Regions from separate parts of the Gossypium hirsutum genome. Here regions 2, 3, 4 and 5 are each linked to region 1. The links are chromatin contacts, called in public Hi-C maps. All regions are on one chromosome and are shown on one strand. The core of a region is the stretch at or near the end of the contact, and the rest is flanking DNA. Distances in the headings are between cores, read along the strand shown. Region 1 holds the start of LOC107922337 (transcription initiation factor IIF subunit beta). Region 2 holds the start of LOC107918002. Region 3 has its middle 130 kb from the start of LOC107918013. Region 4 holds the start of LOC107918013 (aldehyde oxidase GLOX1). Region 5 holds the start of LOC107918014.

The links. A called contact is a pair of places that touch in the nucleus more often than the background predicts.
Region 2: a contact with region 1 is called in a Hi-C map of leaf, with 9 times the contacts expected there. The contact joins the promoter of LOC107918002 here to the promoter of LOC107922337 in region 1. A contact is called at or near these places in 10 of 34 Hi-C or Micro-C datasets (anther, callus, fibers and 3 more).
Region 3: a contact with region 1 is called in a Hi-C map of leaf, with 2.2 times the contacts expected there. The contact joins the enhancer-like site here to the promoter of LOC107922337 in region 1. A contact is called at or near these places in 3 of 34 Hi-C or Micro-C datasets (all in leaf).
Region 4: a contact with region 1 is called in a Hi-C map of leaf, with 2.8 times the contacts expected there. The contact joins the promoter of LOC107918013 here to the promoter of LOC107922337 in region 1. A contact is called at or near these places in 2 of 34 Hi-C or Micro-C datasets (both in leaf).
Region 5: a Hi-C map of leaf shows a contact between it and region 1, with 1.8 times the contacts expected there. The contact joins the promoter of LOC107918014 here to the promoter of LOC107922337 in region 1. A contact is called at or near these places in 4 of 34 Hi-C or Micro-C datasets (all in leaf).

The regions. Positions count from the first base shown.
Region 1 is chrA01:23,977,841-23,980,673 of Gossypium_hirsutum_v2.1, reverse strand. It overlaps LOC107922337 (transcription initiation factor IIF subunit beta), which reads right to left and starts at 1,358. Exons shown (of 6, transcript XM_016852332.2): 1 at 804-1,358; 2 at 431-539. The coding sequence starts at 998.
Region 2 is chrA01:23,286,158-23,288,857 of Gossypium_hirsutum_v2.1, reverse strand. LOC107918002 reads left to right here and starts at 1,252. Exons shown (of 7, transcript XM_016847479.2): 1 at 1,252-1,812; 2 at 2,600-2,700. The coding sequence starts at 1,741.
Region 3 is chrA01:23,152,457-23,155,218 of Gossypium_hirsutum_v2.1, reverse strand. It overlaps the pseudogene LOC107918004. Among protein-coding and RNA genes, the nearest start is that of LOC107918013, 130 kb to the right of the region's middle. Within about 2 kb of position 1,363, at least 6 of the 9 cell types and tissues checked have an H3K27ac peak or open chromatin away from gene starts, as enhancers often do. A contact at or near this core is called in leaf, where this site is marked.
Region 4 is chrA01:23,027,227-23,029,926 of Gossypium_hirsutum_v2.1, reverse strand. It overlaps LOC107918013 (aldehyde oxidase GLOX1), which reads left to right and starts at 1,444. Exons shown (of 2, transcript XM_041111670.1): 1 at 1,444-2,700. The coding sequence starts at 1,579.
Region 5 is chrA01:24,576,970-24,579,843 of Gossypium_hirsutum_v2.1, reverse strand. It overlaps LOC107918014, which reads left to right and starts at 1,382. Exons shown (of 1, transcript XM_016847503.2): 1 at 1,382-2,391. The coding sequence starts at 1,525. The coding sequence ends at 2,277.

The DNA.
Region 1 (2,833 bases), core at 109-2,608:
CTTGAACAGGCTCCGCCTTAAACCAATCAAATGCTCTTCACAACACACATTCAATATGCTCACTAAAGAACTCCAAAAATATACTAAATATGCATTTAAAGGTATACATAGTCTCCCCTCATAATCTTTTTACGAATAAAAAGAACACTCACAATTAACTTGTGGACAGCATACCAATTCCTAATATGCACATTATTCTGATTAAACCCTCAATGCTATACAGCAACAAGTGCACCATGTATCTAAGAAAATATTCACTAAATCATGAAAGTAAGAAACACTCCCAGTGTAGTTTTTATAAGAAAACCACATTTTGAGGTAAATTGTTACTTCAAGTTACCGTACAAAGTGACAACAAAAAGGGATTGAATTAGATAACACACAAATGAATACTTGAGAAGCAAAAGAAAAAAGGAACCATAATTCTTACCCTGAGTTGTTTCAGAGAAAACGGACATAGGAACAAAGTCTTTAAACATATTCAAGGCGTAACTCTTTGGCATATTTCCAATCTCAGATCCAGCCATCTCCATAGTAAACTGATCATCAACTGATAAACTCGTGAGAAATAAGAAAACAACAGAACTAATAATACAACTTAAAACGTATAACAAGAATGTCATTCAAATCTTTTACTTGGTAGATTATAGAATCAATAACCAAGAAACCTCTTTTACCACAATTAAAGAGCCAATTCACCATTAATAAAAAAGGGGTATTATCTAAAACTTGTAATTAAGAGTTCCAAGTTGCGAATTCAGGGTTAAAAAACTATCATCTTCAAGTGTTTAGGGTTAGAGTACCTGCATAGAAGAAGGGTCATCGGGTTTGCGAGGGTCGAGAGAGAGGACAACCTTGGCGACAGGCTGTGAATCGGAAGAAGAAGCGGTCTGACTCTTCCATGGTTTGGCCACAACGACCGGACACTTCATTAACCAAACCGATCTATCAGCTTTTCCAGTCTCCAAAAAGCCGCTATTACTGTGATCTTCGTCCATCTTCAAGCTCTTCCTCTGCGAACTGATCAAAATTCCTCTTATTTCACGTTTACCAGCAAGGCAGATTTGGCAGAGCCTGGAAATTTCCTTGGTCAGTTTCTTCTACTTTTTGCTGCCAGAAGACTGACAGCAATTGTTTTTGTTCATTCACGGTATTAAATTTACGAGTTGAGGAATGAATTGGACCCTGACGAACCGCACGGAACGAATTTAGGGAACCGGATTTGTCGTAAAGCTAGTAATGGGCCTAATGGTATCAAAAATAGAGAGAAAATTTAGCTGAGGTTGAAGCCTGTCCGGATCTCATGGGCAGGACAGCTCAGATTGAATCGAGTCCACTATTTTTCAATTTTTTTATTCAACATCAGATTTAAGTAATAAAATTTTAAATAAAATCTGAGAATTGGGATGAGGAAAAACTCCTTTTTAAGTTTAACTAATCCCTCCCAAACTTAGAAATTTAATAAGAAACATCCGAATTAAATTAAATTTAATTGTTTTATTTTTGAAATAAATAAAAAAAATGTTTTATTTTTATTTTAGAATAAATAAGATTAATTTTTTAAGTTTAAACTTAAAACTTAATTGAGATGTTTAATTTATATGGTCCTAGATAAAAATTAATAAACACATTACATTTTCTAATCATCAAAAATAGAAATTTTTTATCAAATAAATTTAGATTTAAAAAGTATAAAAATGTACTAGAGTTACGACTTATAATTTGTCTATAGAAAAAAATGGGAACTAATGAAATTTCTCATCCACATGGTTTTGAAATCGTCATAGAACTTAAAGCTAAGAATATTCTACTTAAGTTTAACAATAATAAATTATAATTTTATATGTACGGAGATATATATTATATTTATATATTAAGGATTTTTTTATAAATATTTCAAGGATGGATGAGGCATCGGATCATATTACAACCTATCATATTCGAATTTTTTCTCAATTCATCCCGACATGAAAATATTTTAATTTTACAAACTAATTAAAAAATTAACATGTGTTTTACTTATATCGTATTTGTTTTAGAAAAAGTATTGTATGATTATCATCTTTATCCTTTTAAATTTTTTTAGAAGAAAATGCTGAAAATTAGAAAAAAAAATTAAATTTGTCATTCTTTTATTTTGAAAGAGATAAAAATAATTTGAAATCACAGTTTGCTACAATCCATTCTCTTTATTTTAGTTTTTGAAAATTTTTTTTGGGCAAAAGTTTTCAAGATTATTAAATACATCGTATTAAAAAATTAGCATAAATGCTACTTTAAAAAAAAATTAGTGAATTGAATTCAACTATCAAAAAAGAAAATGAGCCTTGAGCGTTTGGGATCCCCTCTGTCTTTGAATCTGGAAAGAGCAACAAAGAAGTTAAGATTCGAGATCATAGAGAAAATGATGACGATAAAATGGTGCTTAATGAATCTTTGCCAATTCGAATGATGGTGGTGCATCAGGTGATGGAAGCGTTTTGCAATTTCTCTGGCAACGGAGTGAGCAATGAGAAAACTACTATGTATTTCACGAAGAATGTTTCTAATCAAATGAAGGATCTGATAAGTGGAGGATTGGACTATAATTCTGCTGAAGATCTTGGGAAGTATTTGGGCGTCCCCATTTTTCATTGACGAGTCACGAAGGCTACTTTTCAGTATTTTATCAACAATATGAAACAAAAGTTAGTCGGCTGGAAGACGAGTGCTTTGTCTTTGGCTGGACGAATTACACTTGCTAAAGCGGTAGTGTCAGTCATACCTATTTATGTGATGAAATCAATCGTTGTTCCAAAAGGTCTTTGCTAGGAAATGGAGAAAATAATCCTCA
Region 2 (2,700 bases), core at 3-2,502, 690 kb after region 1:
TTTTTTGAGCGGGTTCATATCTCACGATTGTTTTGTTGGAGCAATTTCTAGACTAAAGCTAAATAGGGGTTTAGTTAATTATGGAAATAATCATACTTAAAAATAAATGGTTTAAATGGAATTGTGGAAGGTGGAAAGGGAAGGGCGCTTAGAAGGCAATTAAACCAATAAATGTTGAAAGTAAAAGAAAAAAAATGAAACAGCTGAATAGAAGACGCAGAGACATAGGAAGGAAAAAAAACATAAAGAATTTATTGAATGCCAAAGGTCAAGTGTCTGTTTAATTGACTAGAGCAACTAGGTATATACGCAATTCTAGTACTAAAATTTAGTTAAATTTTTCTAAAATATTATCACTAAATAAAAAAATTTTAAAATCAAATTTAAACTAGAAATTAAATTCAAATTAATTACAAAATTTTAACAATATAAAAAATCCTTCAATTTTTAGTTAGCCACCTCTATATATCATACGCTATCACTTTCCTTCAAATAAAAAAAATATTTTAATTAGAGTCTCTCAAAATTTTTGAAAAATTTCATTTTTCCTTGAAGTTTTTGGAAAAATTCAATTAGACCGCCTCAATTTTTTTAAAATTCTCATTATATTTTTTTTAGTTTTTTTTAAGTTTTAAATATGTTACTTTAATTTTTTTAAAAAATTCACATTAATCTCATAAAAATTAATTAGACCCCAAATTTTTTTAAAAAAATTCTCATTAAACTTTAAAAATTTTACTAGACATTTCTCTTTTCGCTCTACTCGTAATTTAATTGAAGCTTGAACCCGAGTTTCGATGAGGTTGAATGCACTGTTTTCGTTCTACCTTCCTTATTTATTTTATCTAATTCTAAAAAAAAGGGGCGAGAGAGTAGTCACAGATATTTGATTGTATCTTGATCTAATCTTTTTCGCCTTGTCCCGCGACAATAACTCTCTTAACTTAATCTCAAGATTTTTTTATTTTTGGTGAATTATAAAAGAAGAATCAAAATTCTAATAATAATATAACTAGTACGACTCGAAATCAGATTACACCTAAAACGATAAATCATTATTATTGATTATCAATATATATACACTTTCATATCAAATATAAATGAAGTAATTTCAATCAATGTAATTTACTGTTATAGTTAAAAACGATGTATGCCCTAAAACTAAGTTAAATCTAAAATAAATTTAAAAAAAAAAACCTAAAATTTACCGTAATCAAATCAATACCACTTTGAAGGTATGTGATAGACGCTTTAGTCAACGGTCAAAACCAATTACGCGGCGCCGCAACCAACAGCCAATACGGGTGCAGTCACCTGAAGAATTACCGTGAGATAGCGAGAGAAAGGGTTAGTGAAGGTAAAGAAGCCAAGTTCTACCCCCAAAAGAAAGAAACAGGGGAGCTTTTATTTGTAGTTAACTTTTGGTTGGCATTACCACACTCCGATTTGATTGAAAATCCGTGAAATCATCAAATCTAATTTGTCCCCATTTTCGACAGTAAAACCCCACCATCCCCCTGCTTTCAGTTTTTAGTTCTAGGTTTCCTCTTAAAATTCCCTCCCACACACTCTTTTTTGTACTTTTGTTTTTCGTTTTCATGTTTTATACAGTTGGAGAGACCCAAAGCGACGCTTCGCCAGACAGAAATCGTGGGAAGACAAAGTTGTAAAACGAATATAAATAAAAGGGGGGAGGGGTTGAAAGGCGGCTCCTTCTTGCTTGGTTGTGCTCCAAAATAGATGGGGGCTTTGGCTCCAGTCCTTTCCACTTGGATACCTGAAGATGACCTTCTTTTGAAGAACGCTATTGAGGTACTTGCCTTTTCTTTTCTCCTTCATTGGTTTTTAAGAAAATGAATAAAATAAAGATTGGGTCTTTTTCATACTTGTTTCAGGAATTGGTTTTACTTGTGGTCTCAATTCGACTTTTCTTCTGTTCGTATTTGCTGTCAGCTTGAAGTCTTCTTTGTTTTTCTAGTAGCTAGAAAATAATGCCTTTTTTTTTCTTTTAAATTTCTCGCCCCTTCTATTTCATTGTTTTATTTATTAGAGTTGCAGAGCTTATTTACGCGTCCGTCTTAGTCTTTTGGATGTATGGCACTGGTCCTGTTCTAGTCTTCAAATTCTGGGTTTATTGTGTTAAAGCGTGGATTCATTGCAATATAAGTTGGCTGTATTAAAAAAAAATTATACGATTCTTGCATTATGTTTATACAGTTAGGATATTCATAAGATTATCCTCCTGTTGTTGTTGTTGTTTCAGAGGAATACTATTGCATAATGCCAAAATTTGTCAGTAGATAGATTGCTTGTGAGAATGCGATGTAGAAATATTACTAATAAACATGGTTTGCGCTGTGCCAAAGTGTTTCTATTCATGGATGCAAATAGTTTTTCTAAAACATGAAATGACATTACTATGGTTGGTCTGGTAGTGCCCTTATTTGCAAAGAGTGCATGAACATCAACAGGAAAAAGGATCCAAATTGTGCATTTAGCATGACATTATCACCTTGTTTTGTTTTTCTTATCGTCCTATGAATTGTGTCTCTACTTTATTGAACCCTGTTTCAGTCTATTTCTTTGTATCCTTTTGCAGGCTGGTGCTTCTTTGGAATCTCTTGCTAAGGGTGCAGTGCAGTTCTCTAGGAAATTCTCGGTTAGAGAACTGCAAGATCGATGGCATTCTCTCCTTTATGA
Region 3 (2,762 bases), core at 114-2,613, 830 kb after region 1:
ACCTTTTTTTCAAAATTTGAGTTGTTTTGTTTCTTGTTGCTCATTGAATCAAACGCAAGGATAATGTCGAAAAGGGTCACAAAGAAAAGCAAAACTACAAAATGATCAAATTACATGTGTAAACATTGAGAGTTTGATTTTTTAGAATTAAGATTAAATTGACACAGTGGATAAATGTTGAGAGTTAAAGTTATTATTATATCAATTTTCTAAAGCTACTGCATTAACTTTTATTAGCCATTTAACGATTGGTGACTAAAAAAGAAAAAAAATCGAAAAGTTGGGTGATCATTTTTTAACTTTTCATAGTTAGGTGACAAAAAAAAGACTAATAATTGAGTGATTACTAGTATAATTTACCTTAAATAATAGGATTAATATATTCGGAGGTACCTGAATTGGCAACTTATACTTACTTGATATCTAAACTTGAAAATCGTAAACTAACTTGATACATTTTTTAGGTACCTAACGAACAGCATTAAAATATGACATTAACTACCAATAGCATATGCCATATGACAATATCATATTTTGACATGTGGCAAAAATTAAAAATATATATTTAAATACGAGACTACCACATGTCACCATGACATTGGTGGTGAGTGATTATATTTTAATAGTGTTAATCATGTACCTAAAAAAAAGTATCAAGTTAATTTATAATTTTCAAATGTAGATACCAATTAAGTCTAAAAATTTAGATACCAAAAATTAATTGCCAAATTCAAGTCCAACTATATATATTAACCCCTAAATAATAATTTAATAAGGTATTTTTATATACTTTAATTTTAAATTTTGATTTGAAACGCTATTCACTCTTCGTAACTTCCTTCTTCTTCTTTTTTTTTCTAAATTATATATTTTGAACGTGAATGTGCATAGATAAATTTAAACCTTTTGAATCTTAATAAATTATAGTATTAAAAATAATTATTTACTTAAAAACTATTACTTTATTTTTTTAAAAAAAATATAACTTATTTTAAAAAATATTTTTTAATCCACAAAGTGCGATGAATTCTAGTTCATATAAAAAAATTTGATATATTGATAATTAAATTTTAGAATTATTCATATAATCATGTTATATGCTTTATAAGAGATCATTGAGACACGTTTTGGATAGAAATAAATAAAATATTAATGACTTTGTCTTATTGATGTGTGCAATGTGACTGTTTTAATGTACAAAGGCTTTCCATCTGTGTGCTTTGTGACAAATTTCCTTAGTGGAGATCGTCATGATAAAAAGCTGGAACCAAGCATTCAGTTTTTGGAATTATGCATTTGGATGCCCAGACTGAAACAAACAAAAAGGCTATTATTATTTTCGTGGTTGGTTTGACCTCGTATTCAGTCATACAGACCTCAGTATTTCACCTCATTATCCATCCAATTAAGACCCACTCAGTATTTGATTGATCATTTCCAGATCCCTGATCAAAGATTAATTGAAATGGAAGGGAGGAAATTTGGGGTAAATTTAGATAAAGTCAGTCAACCAACCATGTTACCTGTAATCCAGCAAGTCCCAGCTAATGATGGTGCCAAGTCACATGGTCCCAACTTTCACAACCTGGAGACTCCCCACTATCCTGGTCACTAAGCAGACCAAGTAAAACAAACCAAGATATTGAAATCCCATGGTATGCCTACGAACACGAATCAAACTCTTAGAACACCCCCAACCCCAAAGAATAAGCTAACATCTTTCTTCATTTAACAATGAATATCTCCAAACAAATTCAACATTACCATAAACAAAGCAGAAGATGATGATACATTGAACAGTTAAAAAATGATCTCTACAGCAACTGTTAAGAATCCGGGCGCTTGAAAACGGTTTATTGTACATGAGCAAGATGCCCACTGAACACATTTGGATGAAACTATATATTGCACAATGCACACTAGATGACTAAAATAACACAATGGAATGGTACATGCTGAGTAAAATGACTATAAACCAACTAGTAACGGAGATTTGTAGGATTGCAAAGTAAAGTACATGCACTTATCTTTCATCGCTTCAGCTTCACTTCCATACTCTTTGAATTTATATTCATCCTGTTTAAAGCTAGGGGGAACTTTGCCCTCACTGTAGCATTGATTACATAGACTAAAATGAGACTTCACTTCCCTAAAGCGAGAACCAATAACTGGGTAACGGCAAACTGCACAAACCCGGCGCCCATGACGGTTCCTATCTCCATTTTCTAACTTCAACAGAGTGGACATGATACCAAATCCCCAATCAGGATCATCGAACATGGTAAGAAATTCATTGAAAGATACCATTGAGGAATCTGTTTCTCCATGAACTTCCAGGATTTCACTAATTCCATGAGAAGGAACATAAATAGCCCTCAACAATTTGATGTACTGTACAGCATCCACCTTTCTAATCTGAGAACTACCCTCATTTACTGGCCGCCATAAGAGTGCATCAAAGGCAATCCTTTTTCGTTTATTTGGAGGTCCATTACAAATGGGAGCAAGAACAGCATAAAAAATGCCCAAGTCCACCCTGCCTGATCCTGTTTCATCCAAGACAGAGAGGATACTCTCGTTTATAGCTTTGACAGCTCCTTGAAAGGTTTCAGGTTTTAGAAAACGAAGTAATCTGCGTAGAATTCCTTCCAAATTAGGCTTACGAATGGATTTCTGAGGACCTCCGCCACCAGAGTAGGAGACTGGTACATCAATTTCATTCATTTCCTTCTTCAAAAGATCTACATTGCAACGGCTCAATC
Region 4 (2,700 bases), core at 195-2,694, 950 kb after region 1:
CTGCTCGGACCACTGTCACAGCTCATAATTGGTGGATGGAATCGGCAAAATTTATAACTTTACCGGTCCAGCGTATGCTTAAACAAGAATTTAGTTAGTAGAATATCGATTGATTGTTTTTAAGGGAGTGAGATTCAAATTTGATATATTGTTGATGTATAAATTTCATTGGATTATTATTGATAAAATAATTTAATATGATTTATTAATGGTATATTAAATATTATCTCTAAAATATTTTATATTGAAATTTAAGACATTCTATTAAAAATGTTTCTGATACTTAAAATTGTTCCAATTTTATTTTGATGTTTTTCGAATTTAAAACAAAGAAGCATTGCTTTTTCATGTTTTCCATTGGAAGTCTACAAATGATACGATTTGGACAAAAGCAACGTACAGAAAATATCTATAATTATTTAATTTAAGATCGGAATGAAGGAATTGTTAACCCAAGGATTACTTTAAGATTAATTCAAAAGTTTATCAAATATTTTATATAAAAGAATCACTTAATATACATTTGGTATTTGAATTCGATTTTTTTTAATTTAGTACATAAACTTAATACTTTTTTTTAGTTGGTACTTAATTTTTTGGGGGTTTAATTTGGTACATGAACTTGACTCCTTTTTCTAATTTGGCATTTATTCTATTTTTTTCGATTTGGTATTTGTCAAATGTTTTACAAATTACTCCAATATACTAAAAATATTTTTTTATGTGGTAACAAAAATAATCAATATATTTCCGATATATGACAGATAATATGATATTTTTTTGTATTTTTTATGTTCAATTACTTTTAGTTTTATTTATTTTATTAATTGAAAATAATGAATTCCTTTCAATTTGTGGTTTTAAAATTTTTTTATTTAATATTAATTCATTAAGCATAGCTCAATATCTATTTTTTAACATGAATTTACTCTAATACTGACAATATTTTTATAGCATAGTCAAAAAAAATTTTAACACTATTAGTATTTTACGTAATTTATATAACATTTAATAAATTTAGGTATTAAATTGAACATAAAAAAATTTAGATATCAAATTAGACCTGAAACAAATTTAAATACCAAATTAAAAAATATTAAGTTCATATACCAACCTAAAAAAATCTAATTATAAACTTTTTTTTAAGGCAAAATAAACAACAAAAGGAAAACGATAACCATTTGGACCAATTAACTCGATTAACCTAGCTTTAAGTTAAATGATAATTCCAAGTATAAATCCTATTGACCAATCACTGAATAGACGAAATGAAGAAGAAAAGAGAATATAAATACCAAAGTCAATTTAGTTACCAATTCTAAAATTATATTATCGATTTGCTAATCATTCAAACAATCTCATTTTAAAAAAAAAAAAAACTTGGAACATTCATATCCTAATTTTGAAACCAGAAACTAAACCATCGTTTTCATAAAGACAAACCACTACAAGCATCCCACGCAAGACCACATGGTGTGGGAGTCTCAAATCTCAAAGCCTTCATTGCTTCTCTCACCAAGTCCTTTATAAAAGAGTTCCCAAAGCTGACAAGCAGCCATAATATCATCTGCTAAACATATGGCAGAAATGTCAACCCTTTGTACATTTCTTTTCTCACTTCTACTCTTTGCCTCACATCCCCTTATCCTCCCCACTGCTGCCGACGGCCGGTGGCAGCTGCTACAAAAAAGCATTGGCATCTCATCCATGCACATGCAACTCCTTAAAAATGACCGTGTTGTTATGTATGATAGGACTGATTTCGGCCCATCCACTCTGCCATTGGCAAGTGGGAAATGCCACAATGACCCAACCAACACTGCTGTCCAAGTAGATTGTACGGCGCATTCAGTTGAGTATGATGTTTTGAGCAACAAGTTCAGGGCTCTTACTGTCCAAAGCAACGTTTGGTGTTCTTCAGGCGCCGTCATGCCTGACGGTAAATTGGTCCAAACCGGTGGTTTCAGCGACGGAGAACTTCGGGTCAGGGTTTTCAGCCCATGCGAAAGCTGCGACTGGCACGAAACACCAAATGGATTGGCGGCCAAAAGATGGTATGCTACCAATCATGTCTTGCCAGATGGAAGACAAATTGTTGTCGGCGGCCGAGAACAATTTAATTACGAGTTTGTTCCTAAAAACATAGCCGCCGACACGTTCAAGTTGCATTTCCTGTCGGAAACCAATGAACGAGGAGTAGAGAACAATCTCTACCCTTTTGTTTTTCTCAATGTCGATGGAAACCTGTTCATTTTCGCCAACAATCGAGCTATTTTGCTTGATTATGTGAACAACAAGGTGGTGAAAACTTACCCCAAAATACCAGGTGGGGAGCCAAGAAGCTATCCAAGCACAGGTTCGGCTGTATTGCTACCATTGAAGAACTTGACAGCCGCCACTATTCAAGCTGAAGTTTTAGTTTGTGGCGGTGCTCCAAAAGGATCATTTGTCCAAGCATTACAAGGTAAGTTCGTTAAAGCCTTGAACACTTGCGCCAGGATCTCAATAACCGACCCGAAACCAAAATGGGTCTTGGAAACTATGCCTTTAGCTAGAGTCATGGGTGACATGGTATTGCTTCCAAACGGCAAAGTTTTGGTCATCAACGGAGCACGTTCCGGGTCAGCAGGATGGGACTTAGGAAGGGACCCGGTCTTAAATCCAGTGTTATACATGCCTGATAATGAAATCGAGTCACGA
Region 5 (2,874 bases), core at 133-2,632, 600 kb before region 1:
CTACTAGGGTCTGTTGGGTGGGGGTTTAACATAGTAATAACTTAGTTTGAACTCTTCCTTTAAAAAAATTAGTTTAATTTAAATCTTAATTTTATCCACACCACACCTAATAACATTATTTTTTAAGTTTAAATAAACATAAAAATATCTATATAAATCATGTAATCATTTCAACTTTATTGATTTTCTTAATTCGATATTCACAAACAAAAACTAATTAATAGACATATTAAAAATATTCTCTAACACAATAATCTAAGTAATGCATTCCAAAATTTGTTAAGGAAAAATCAAACTAAACCTAAGTAAGCTGGTAAAGAAGAAAAACTTGGATAATGTGTTGCAAAATGTCAACTAATCCCAATGGGAACATATTAGGAAGTTTCATGCTCCATAAGGAAATGCATGATGAATCTATTAATTTCACAATTTAAAAGAAGTAATTGAAAATGTAGCAACGCATGGACCCACATTTTACTTTTTGTAAAGAATGCGAGAGCTTAGGATATTGGTGCCACCATGGGACCCGTTCGAGCCCTTCCATGGTATTTCCTCCGGCGTGGCACCACCTAACCTATCTCACCTCCCCCCGACTCGTGGGTCTGCCTGTTTGGACCCATTTCCATTTCTTTCACTGGCTATCTTGTAAGTGTGCGAGAAACCTTAACATAATTCGGATTAAGATAGAATATTATTTTTTATTTATTAATATCTAATATAAATATCATTATCATTCAAATGTGTAAAACTCATATTGTGAATAGTGATTAAACATTTATTAGATATTAATGAAAAAAATAATAGAATGGACCCAAACTCACATAATTCACTTTAGCTCGTTCACTTTGTCTTTTAATATTTGTAAAAGTATCATAGAGGTTTTATATTATAATTTAGATTGTATTTTAATTCATTTACTCAAAAAAATAAACAAATTAATCCTTGTATATTAAATTAAAGAGTAAACTAATTATTTTGTTAAAAATTTCATCTATTTCTATTATTAAAAACTAATCTTTATACGTTAGCATGAAATACACGTGATACACCAAACATTGCTCAATTTTTAAGTAAAGAAAATAAAATATAAATTAACTTTTAATAAAAAACTTTTAAAACACTATAAAACAACCTCAACGATATTTTTTACCGGATGTGCTCTCGAGAAAACTTTTAATACGGCTTGGTCATGATGCAGTGGAGTTAGAGTTATCCGAGAAGCAAAATTGAAATATTTTCATGTTTAGTTAATTAATACATTAATAATATTAAAAAGTGGGTCCATGCTTTGTTTTTTAAGGAGTTTACTAGTGTCGAGTATACCCCGCCTCTCTATTACTCAACGTGTATATATATAAATCCCATCCAATCCATTTGAAATCATAAAGTTTCCAAAGCCCTGTATTATTAAGTACCAGCAGATTCCATCCAACTCTGTTTCTTTGTTTAATAATAACCCCTCTAGAAAGCAACCTTAAACCTTCTCCCCCATTCCCCCCCCCCTCATTTTCTTGTTAAACAAACATGGATTCCTTCGAACTTGACAACGTTAAAGCAGAGAAAGAAGATGCTTTGCGGAGATACAACATGGAGAGGAAGCTAAGGTTGGGTCTTCGCTATATGGGGTTTTTGTTGGTTTTGTTTTTGATATCATGGTCTTGGTTCCCCCCTTTGATTCCCCACATCATCGAGGTTGCCGGAGATCTTAGCCAACGTTACATCAACACTCTTAATGACCTTTTCTTCATTTTCATCCTTATGAACATCATCATCCTTGTTGTTTATATTCTGTCTACCCAGAAACAATCTACCAGCTCCGGTATCTACGATGAGTACGTGTGCTCTCACCGGAGTATAATACCCGCGGAGGCGACCGTGCTCGACAAACAAATCGTCGTGGTGGAAAATGCGGTTGATGTTGCAGAGACAAAACGCCCGCTTTCACAAATTAAACAACAACCTTGGTCGACGAAGACGAAGCCTGCAATAACTTCAACTGATAAAGTGAAGCAAAAAGAGTACCGACGAACACGATCAGTGGTGTCAGAATCTGGAAAACGGCGTCCCCGCCGGGTGTATAGAAGATCGGAGACGGCAATAACGGGCAGAGAACTAGTTGTTTGTAGTGCAGAATCGGCAAGGGAAGCGATACATGAGATTAGCAATGAAGAGTTTCAGTTAAAAGTAGATAGTTTCATTGCTGAAAGAAGGAAAGCCCTAATGCAAGAAAACATTGCGCATTATACAAAATGCATGTCTATTGTGGTTAAGAATTAGCGGGGGATCAATTACACAAAAAATTAGTGATGGGAATTATTAGGTTTCGGGATTGTAATCTTGTTGAGTTGTACAGTGAATAATATTTCCCAGGTTTTCTGGGAAAAATAAAAACTCATCTTTGTTCAATTTTTAAATCCCATATAATTGAGAATTCATATTCATACAAGTTGCTTTCATTGTTCATGATAGATTTGCAATAGAATTTCAGTCAACTATATCATTTCCATGGAGTCCAACTTCCTTTTTTCATTCTTCTAAACTCGTGCTTGACTGTTTCTTTCTTTTTTACTACGTTCTAACTAATACCAACATGGAGTGGAAGAACACTATGAAATCATGAAAATCTCAAATGAAAATGGAGTAATAATATTCTAAATAAATGTATATTGAATATGACATGTTAAATCCAGAGGAAGCCCCCACAACCACAAATTTATTCTTCATAATCCCTTGAATTGACATGTTAAATCCGGTTTTAGTATCCATCAAAAGAGTAAAATCTTGCTCTACTAATTCCTTTTTCATGGTTTTTTTTTTCCTCTTGGTTTTCAGACAAAAATATCAAAACCTTAAAAGAACATAGTTTGCCATGAA